Linked DNA regions of Mus musculus: region 1 is linked to region 2. A link is a contact called in public HiChIP or PLAC-seq data. All regions are on one chromosome and are shown on one strand. Each heading gives the region's core, a stretch centred on a gene start, on an enhancer-like site or on the middle of the called end of the contact. The rest is flanking DNA. Distances are from core to core; before and after follow the strand shown. Region 1 holds the start of Igf2bp2 (insulin-like growth factor 2 mRNA binding protein 2). Region 2 holds the start of Chrd (chordin).

Region 1 (3,909 bases), core at 267-2,766, 1.4 Mb after region 2:
GTCTCGCCAGCTTGCCCCGCCGCACAGGTTTCCCAAAGAAGGGGGTTCCCTTGCGGGGCCGGGGGTCCCAGGCCCCCGGGAGCGTGGCCCGCCGCGTGCGTGTGCGGGATGCGAGCTGGGAGCGCGCGCGCGGGCGAGTGTCGCGCTCCGACTCCCGTCCGGGCTCCAGCGCGCTCGCGGGCCCCCCGGTCGCCTCTTTCCCGGTTCTCAGCCCGGGCCCCCACCGAGTTGAGACAGGGTACCTCGTAAAAAGGTGCTCCTGGCCGAGCAGGAGGCGGGGAGACGGGAGGCGGAAAGCCCCCAGCCCCGAGTTCTTCTCAATAAAATCGGACAAAAAATTCAGGGAAAAATAGGAGCGCTTCCGAGACCAGAGAGAGGGAACTGAGCTTCGGGAAAGGACCGAGGGAGATGTGCGGTCCGACAAGGGCCAGGTGGGGAAAAACCCCAAGACCTCGAAGGGTTCAGTAGGTGAAGTCGAGGAGATGCCGAAAGTGGGGGGCCAGAAGACAAGAGGGGGTCTCAAAAGGAGAGTGCGGCTTGGGAGACGACAGAGGGCGAGAGGTCTTTGGCACGAGGCATGGGAAGAAGGAAGGTCTGGCTAGGAGGAGAGATGCTGGATTTGGGGGGGTCCCTGGCAAAGGGGGTACTAGAAGGGTCTAGAAAAAGAAAAACGGGGGACTCTGCAAAGGTGGGGGCGGGGGAAGCTCTGGAGAGCAGCTGGGCACTCCAGGGGCGCTCCTAGGGAGCCAGCGAGCCTGGGGACCCTCGGAGGGGCACAGGGTCGCCTCGACTCTGAGGCCCAAGGGTCTGTGTTAGCCCCCGCGGTGGGGGCAGGGCAGCCGGCCATCCCGGAGCCAGCCCGCCGCGAGAGTCGCGGGGCTGGTGCGTGAAAGTGAGCGTGAGGGCTCGGGAGTCGCGGCGGGCGCGGCCCATGGGGCTCGGCCTCCCCGCTGCCGCCGTCCCGAGCCGGCGAGGCGCGGCGTGGGCTGCGCCGAGTGCTCACCCGAGAGGGTCTCGATGGCGCGGATGGCCCAGTTCTGGTCGGGGTAGTCCACGAAGGCGTAGCCGGACTTGAGTAGGACCTGTCCCGCCAGGGGCAGCTTCCTGTCCCCGAAGAGCTGCCGGAGGTCGTCGGCGGTGACGGCGGGGCTCAGGTTCCCAATGTACAGCTTGTTCATCATCCGCGTCTTCCCGAGAGCCCGCGGCTCCCCCGGCCCGGCACCCGGCGCTCCCGCCGCCTCCGCTGCCCTCCTCTCTCCTCCTGCGCCCGCCCCCGCCCCCACCCTCGCCCTCAGCCTGGCTCCCCCCACCGCGGCCGGCCCGGCCCGCCCGGGGGCAGAGGCGGAGGCGGGGACTCGGCGCGGCTGCCTCCTCCGGGCAGAGTCCCGAGCGGGCGTGCGGACAAAGCGCTTGCTCTGCCTCCCGGTGCCGGGGCGGCGGCGGCGGGCGGACGCACCCCGCGCGCCTGAGAGTTGGAGCGGCGTGTGCACCGCCGAGAGTGCGCGCCCTGCCCGTCCCGCGCCGCGCGCTCCGAGGGCTCGGCGCTCCCAGGCTGCGCGCCCGGCGGGCGGAAGCGGCGGCGGCCCCAACGGGGCCGGGAGCGGCGGAGCCAGGCGGCGCGCGGGAGGTGAGGGGCGCGGACGTGGGCGGGGTGTGTGCAAGGTGGACGCGACGTGGGCGCGGGGCCAGAGTGAGGTGCACCTTGAGGAGAGCTCTGCACGCTAGGGCTGACAACTTTCCTCGCGCGTCCCGAGCCACGCACCGATCTAGAGACTCGCTGCGAGCCAAGCTCTTGGAAGAAGGGGGCGCATGTGGTCAAAGGACGGAGGAACACACGGGTCCCCTCCCCCAGACCGTGTATTCTAGTAAAGTTACCGTGGCGCCGAGCCTCGGTTTCCCCAACCAAGAAAGGAGAGCCAGACCCGAGGCCAGGTGATGGCCGAGGTGACGATGCACAGGCTGAGGGGCGGGTTTCAGTCCCAGGCTTGGTAGGCGTTCCCTGAACTCTGGAAGGAACTGGAGAGGGAAGGAACTGGAGAAGAAAGTTGTCCTTCCACGCGGAGGACGGAAGAGGCAGGGTCCTAGTCCCTCTCCCGGGAAGGAGCCAGACAGATTGCCAAGCGGCAATCTAAGTCACATGGCTCCGTGGGAATCGTAGAAATAAAGGGCTCCAGAAAAGAACGGAGGGATTTTGAGGTGAGATGGCTTTGGACTTCTGTGTGATCCGGGAAGTGTTCCTTGGTTTTTTAGAAGGCTTACGTGTTGGGAGGTATGTCTGGGTGGAGAAGTCACCATGGGCCATAGGGTCTGTCTCCTCTATACTCAGATCCAGCAGTATGCCCCAAAGTGTGCCAACATCCCTGAGCCTAACTTTTATCCCTAGAGAAAATAAAACAACCACCCCTTGTGAGGGTGACATAAAAGGCTAGCTGAGTAATGTGTGACACACTGCACTCTGCTTCCATTTCTTTACCCAGGGAAACTTAAAAGCTGGGTGGACAGGACAGGGGGAGCGGTCCTTAATTACTTGTCTTGATAAGGAAGTGATGGATGATTCTTTCTCATCTAGATATTTACTGACATCTCAATTCTAGCTTTCATCAACTATCCACACATTTTCCTCTCTGGACTTTACTGCTTCTAGAACTGGGAATAGGGCTTTGATAGTGTTGCCCAGACTGACAGATAAACCAGGGATAGATGCTTCCTGAGTAAAATGTGGAAGAAGCTCGCCAGTGAAAACAACTTGTGAGTGCTGCACAACTCACGGCAGACTGGAAGCCGCCTTCAGATTATTTACACGGAGGCTGCTAATTAGGCCGTCATCTTTGTAAGGCTATGTTTGCCCATTCACAGTAAGTCATAGTTACAGGCTACAGAAGACAAGGAATTACCACGGGTTGGTGTTCTCCCTGGCTGAAAGGTTAGGGAGCCTTTTTGGTTGTTGCATTACATTTTCAAACATGTCAAGTGTTTGTGGCCAAACCATGGCTACCCTGAAGAGCAGCACATGCAGTAGACCGATTCTTTCTTAGCATAGGTTTCCGGGGGTGAGGGGAGCCCTCTTTTACACTGCCTCTGAGATTACTTGCAGACATCTTTCTGGGAGGTAGCTGCTTTTTGCTGTCTTTAGTGTGTTCTATCTTGTTGACATTGTAAATGGTATTTCAAGAAGATAGCACGGCCTTAGTGATCACAAAGGACACTTTTCTCCACACCTCTTGTGGTTTTTCTGACTTGTTTTTGTTTTTGTTTTTGGTACTGCAACAAAGTATCGGCCAAAAGAAGTTGGAGCAAAGAAGGGTTTACTTTGGCTCACAGTTTGAGGAGTCTTTCTTGGTCACATGGCATTCACAGCTAGGATGCAAAGCCCAGCGCTGGTGTTCAGGTCCCTTTCTTCTTTTTATGTAGTCTAGAACTCCTACCCGAGAACCTGTGCCACCTCTATCTATAATAGGTCCTCCACACTAAACCTAGTCCTGTGTCCTCTGTGGTGATTCGAAATCTCATCGAATTGACAAGATTAAGCATCATAACATTCCACCCCAGCTCCCTAAAGTTTTGCTTTCTTCTCGTAATAAAAATACATTTAGTCCAATTCTAAAAGCCCCTATAATCTTAAATATTCCTAACACTGTTTGAAAAGTCCCAAGTCTCTCTAAAGACTGAGGGTTATCACTTCATTGAGAACCACTATAATGTTAATAAGCAAGTTGCCCATTTCTGGTAACAATGCCATTATAAAGACTCCCATTCCAGAGGGAGGAAAAATCCTGACTAAAACAGAAGCAAAGGGCAGCAGGGCAAACAAGATCCTACAGCTCCGCCATCTGGGGCTTCTGAGGAACCCGCTGGGCTCCAGAGGGCTTGGGTGGCCCTGCTCCACCAGCTCTGCCGACCTGCAGCAAG
Region 2 (4,383 bases), core at 1,452-3,951:
CCCCAGCTAAGAGCCCGGTTCTTTTTTGTTCTTCATACCATACCCCCACTTAACCCCAAATGGTGCTTGCCACTCACCGGGTGGAGAAGGGCCTCAGGACCCAGGTGCACAGCAGGCAGCACTCTGGGGAACAAGTAGGTAGGAAGACACTGGTTGGGGTACAGCCCCTCCTCTGTAGTAGGGTCACAAGCCTGCCCAGGCCACTTCCGCCCAATCAGAGAGCAGAGAGCCACCAAGCCCAGGTGAAGGCTCCCCCGGAAATGACGACTTCTTTTCCTGTCTACTGGGACTAGAGCCCATGGCTGGACCATGGTCCATGAATAGAGCCCAGCTCCTCCACCCACACACACTCTAGAGAGAATTTGTATAGCGGGAACTGTCTCATGTCCTGGCGACATGAGAACCTGGGACCTAAGTGAGAGAGAGAAGAGGGTTAGTCCAGGAGAAATCTGGCAGAATACGGTTCTCTCTGGGAAAGAGAGGTCTTGTTTTAGATGGATGAAGTCTCAGTTCCTGGCTCTCCAAATTTCTTTTCCCTGAACAGTATACCTGCTGCTGAATTCTGACAGCATGCTGGCTTGCTTGCTTTTCCTTCTATATTCCCCTGCTCCAGAGGAGTGTCTTTCCTGGCATTTCCCCTTTCCAACTGGCAAAGTAGGTATTGCCTATATTAGAAAATGATCACGTTATCAGAAAGACAGTATGGACAATATGTGGGACCCGGGAAGTAAAGGGATATGTGTTTGGTTAAGATTGAGCCCAGAGGGGCTGGTGAGATGGCTCAGTGGGTAAGAGCACCCGTCTGCTCTTCCGAAGTTCAAATACCAGCAACCACATGGTGGCTCACAACCATCGAGATCTGACTCTCCTGGAGTGTCTGAAGACAGCTACAGTGTACTTACATATAATAAAAATAAATAAATAAAAAAAAACAAAAACAAAAAAAAAAAAAAAGAGCCCAGAGCTGGGCAGTGGTGGCACACTCCTTTAATTCTAGCGCTTGGGAGGCAGAGGCAGGTGGATTTCTGAGTACGAGGCCAGCCTGGTCTACAGAGTGAGTTCCAAAAGATTGAGCCCAGAGCATGTCTTGATTCTCAGCACTTGGGAGGCAGAGGTAGGTGGATCTCAGAGAGTTTAAGGCTAGCCTGGTCTACCTAGTGAGCCAGGGCTGCATAATGAGATCTTATTTAAAACAGACAGACAGACAGACAAACAGACAGACAGACAGATTGACTGGGCTCAGTCTTTCTACTAGGGGTACAGGGACCTGGAGCGCTAAACCCCCTCAGCTCTGTGGGCAAGCCTGCCCTTGATTGCTCAATGATCCTCTTCTAGTCCTACCACTATACATGTGACAAGAGAAATAACCAGGCCCATCTGTCCCTGTCTTAGGAAGGACAGCTGCCGAGCCTCCCCCACAAATACCTCTTTGCTGGCTCCTCTCTTCCTTTGGCCCTGGCTCTAGCTCCTGTGCTTTCTCCCCAGTCCCTGTCTCCCCACAGTCTCTGTCCTCAGGGACCTTGTGGCCTGACCCTGTCCTCTCTCCCTTGTCTTCCTCAGGCTTTCTCTGCGCCTCAGAGAGGATGGGCTATCTACTGAGGCGTATGGCCTGGATCCCGGAATTCTCCAGTTGAATAAGAGATGCCTTCTAAGATTAGGAAGCCTAGTGCTGGGATAGTGGGAAGAACGGTGCGCGCGCGCGCGCGCGCGCGCGCGCGTGTGTGTGTGTGTGTGTGTGTGTGTGTGTGTGTGTGTGTGTGTGTAGGATGGGGAGGCTTGTCTAGAAAAGCAGGACAAAGGAGGTGGGGACTGAGCTGGAGAGGAAGAGGGTCATCTCTTGGATGAAGGAAAAGCATGAGAGAGCCAGAGGTGGTAGTTGGATGGACTTGAGAGCAGGTTGGGGTGCTGGTGAATTATGACTCCACTCAGGGAAGCACTGCTTGATTCTGGGAAGCACAGGCTAGGTTCCTGTCCCTGGGAAGTGAAGAAAGAGGAGAGACCTTAGAAGGGAAATAGGAATACAGCCAGAGTGAAAGGAAGGGGGTGCTGTGGGTCCTAGGTAGGGGTGGATCGGTGTCATTTTCAAAGACAAGTCCTCATCCTCCAGCGGCCCATCTCGTTCAAGAGTGCCACAGGCCCGAGGCTCAGCCTCTGCCCTTCACTAGCCTGAGCCTCTGGTCTTGGGGTGGACACCACCTCCAGGGGTGGTCGCAAGGAGCGTGTGTGGGGGTGTCGAGGCCCGCCTCTCCTCTCCCTCTTTGCGCCCCCTAGTTCCTCCCTTCCCCCTACCCACTCCGCTCCCCCCTCCTCCAGTCCCTCCCTCCTCCCCTGCCGGGTCCCAGCCTGTCCCCCTCCCCCACTCGCGATCCGGCCGCTGCTGCTGGGCCGGACCCCCCGGGCTCAGCCGGGCTCCTTGTGGAGCCGCCGCCGCGCCCCGTTTGCTGAAGAGGAGGCCCCGGGCCCGGACGCCTGGCGCGGGCATAAAACGGGCCAGAGCCGGCGCCTAGGGCACTAAAGTGGAGTACGGCCCGGGTCAGCGCCCCTCCGCCCGCTCTCTCCCGCCCCGCCCGGCCGGGAGCCGACCAGGCGACTGTGAGACGAGCCCCTCGCCACTGCCCCCCTCCTGGCCCCGGCCCCCTCCTGCCGGCCCGCCTCCGGTCCGGCCCTACTCCCTCTCCTGCTCCCTCCTCCCGCCCGCCTCCCCAGCTGTCTGCTCCGCGTCATGCCGAGCCTCCCGGCCCCGCCGGCCCCGCGGCTGCTCCTCGGGCTGCTGCTGCTCGGCTCGCGGCCGGCCAGTGGCACTGGCCCTGAGCCCCCAGCACTGCCCATCCGTTCCGAGAAGGAGCCGCTGCCTGTCCGGGGAGCGGCAGGTAGGTGGGCTCCAGGGGGAGGTGCGGGAGGGGAGTCTGACTCCTGGCAAGTCTACATCCACAGGGAGAGGGCCCCGGGCGCAGGTGGCTTCGCGCAGCGGGAGGGTGGGAGGGGAAAGCAGAGGCGGCGAGGTGCACGGTGCCAAGGGACCATGGGCCTGGCGGGCAGAGCCCGGAGCAGGCATTACGGCACGAGCAACCGGACAGCGGCCGCCAGCCAAGCCCGTCCCCGCAGGCTGCTCCTTCGGCGGGAAGGTCTATGCCTTGGACGAGACGTGGCACCCGGACCTGGGGGAGCCTTTTGGGGTGATGCGCTGCGTGCTGTGCGCCTGTGAAGCGGTGAGTGGATAACGCAGCTGCCTGCCCTACTCTAGAGGGTAGCGGAACGCTGGTGTCCTAAGTAGTAGACTCGGAGATGCTCAGGGGAAGGCTGGTCCGCAAATCGGAGGAAACCGCTTTCAAGTCTGCGGTGTTGACAGTTATTGATCGCCCACAATGTGACTGGCTTTTAGCCAACTTCCCCCCTCCCGTTACAGTATTGCTAGATAAATGACATTATTAGTTCTACTTTGCAGACAGGGACGCCGAGGCTCAGAGAAGTTAAGAAACTTTGGACGGGCCATGTAACTTGTAAATAGCAGAATTGACTGTCTGCAGCCCTGGGGTCTGATGGTTTCATTCCCTTAATTTTCCTATGTTCTCTGCCATCAGCCTCAGTGGGCTCGCCGTGGGAGGGGTCCTGGCAGGGTCAGCTGCAAGAACATCAAACCTCAGTGCCCCACCCTGGCCTGCAGGCAGCCGCGCCAGCTGCCAGGACACTGCTGCCAGACCTGCCCGCAGGGTGAGGCCCGCTGTGCCCGGAGTTAGGAGGGTGGAAGGCTCTACACTAGGTCCTGTACGACTTGCATCGCGGAGGAGGACTGGTCCTCCTGGTACCTTTCTGAAGCCAGCCGTCTTATTCCTTACCCCGGATGCAGAGCGCAGCAATCTAGATCCACAGCCCGCTGGCCTGGTCTTCGAGTATCCAAGGGATCCAGAGCATCGCAGTTACAGTGATCGAGGGGAACCCGGCGTTGGGGAGCGGACCCGTGCTGATGGCCACACAGGTAGGCTGGGGTGGAGGTGGGCCTGATGAAGTTTGAGTCCCGCGGCAAGGCTTGACAGTGCTCAGGCCATCTTCTCTTCTCGAAGACTTTGTGGCGCTGCTGACAGGACCGAGGTCGCAGGCGGTAGCTCGTGCTCGAGTCTCTTTGCTGCGCTCAAGTTTACGCTTCTCTGTCTCCTACCAGCGGTGAGACCGGGAAAAGGGCAAGGACTAGGAGTAGTAAAGGGGGCAATAAAGAGGAGCCTGTAGGCTATAGATCCAGTCTCACTGGACCTCTCTTCACAGGCTGGACCGTCCCAGCAGGGTTCGTTTCACAGATCCCACAGGCAACATCCTGTTTGAACACCCTGCAACCCCCACCCAGGATGGCCTGGTGAGATGATGCCATTTAAGAGTGCTTATCCAAAA

The links. HiChIP or PLAC-seq counts read pairs in DNA pulled down with a chosen protein or histone mark.
Region 1: a contact with region 2 is called in a FOXA1 HiChIP or PLAC-seq map of pancreatic cancer cells. The contact joins the promoter of Igf2bp2 here to the promoter of Chrd in region 2. A contact is called at or near these places in 1 of 39 promoter capture datasets (liver) and 1 of 115 datasets of contacts at active chromatin or transcription factors (pancreatic cancer cells).

The regions. Positions count from the first base shown.
Region 1 is chr16:22,161,783-22,165,691 of GRCm38.p6, forward strand. Igf2bp2 (insulin-like growth factor 2 mRNA binding protein 2) reads right to left here and starts at 1,517. Exons shown (of 16, transcript NM_183029.2): 1 at 1,004-1,517. The coding sequence starts at 1,181.
Region 2 is chr16:20,730,426-20,734,808 of GRCm38.p6, forward strand. It overlaps Chrd (chordin), which reads left to right and starts at 2,702. Exons shown (of 23, transcript NM_009893.2): 1 at 2,702-2,870; 2 at 3,106-3,209; 3 at 3,582-3,711; 4 at 3,848-3,976; 5 at 4,062-4,161; 6 at 4,261-4,348. The coding sequence starts at 2,723. Thpo (thrombopoietin) reads right to left here and starts at 173. Exons shown (of 6, transcript NM_001173505.1): 1 at 78-173.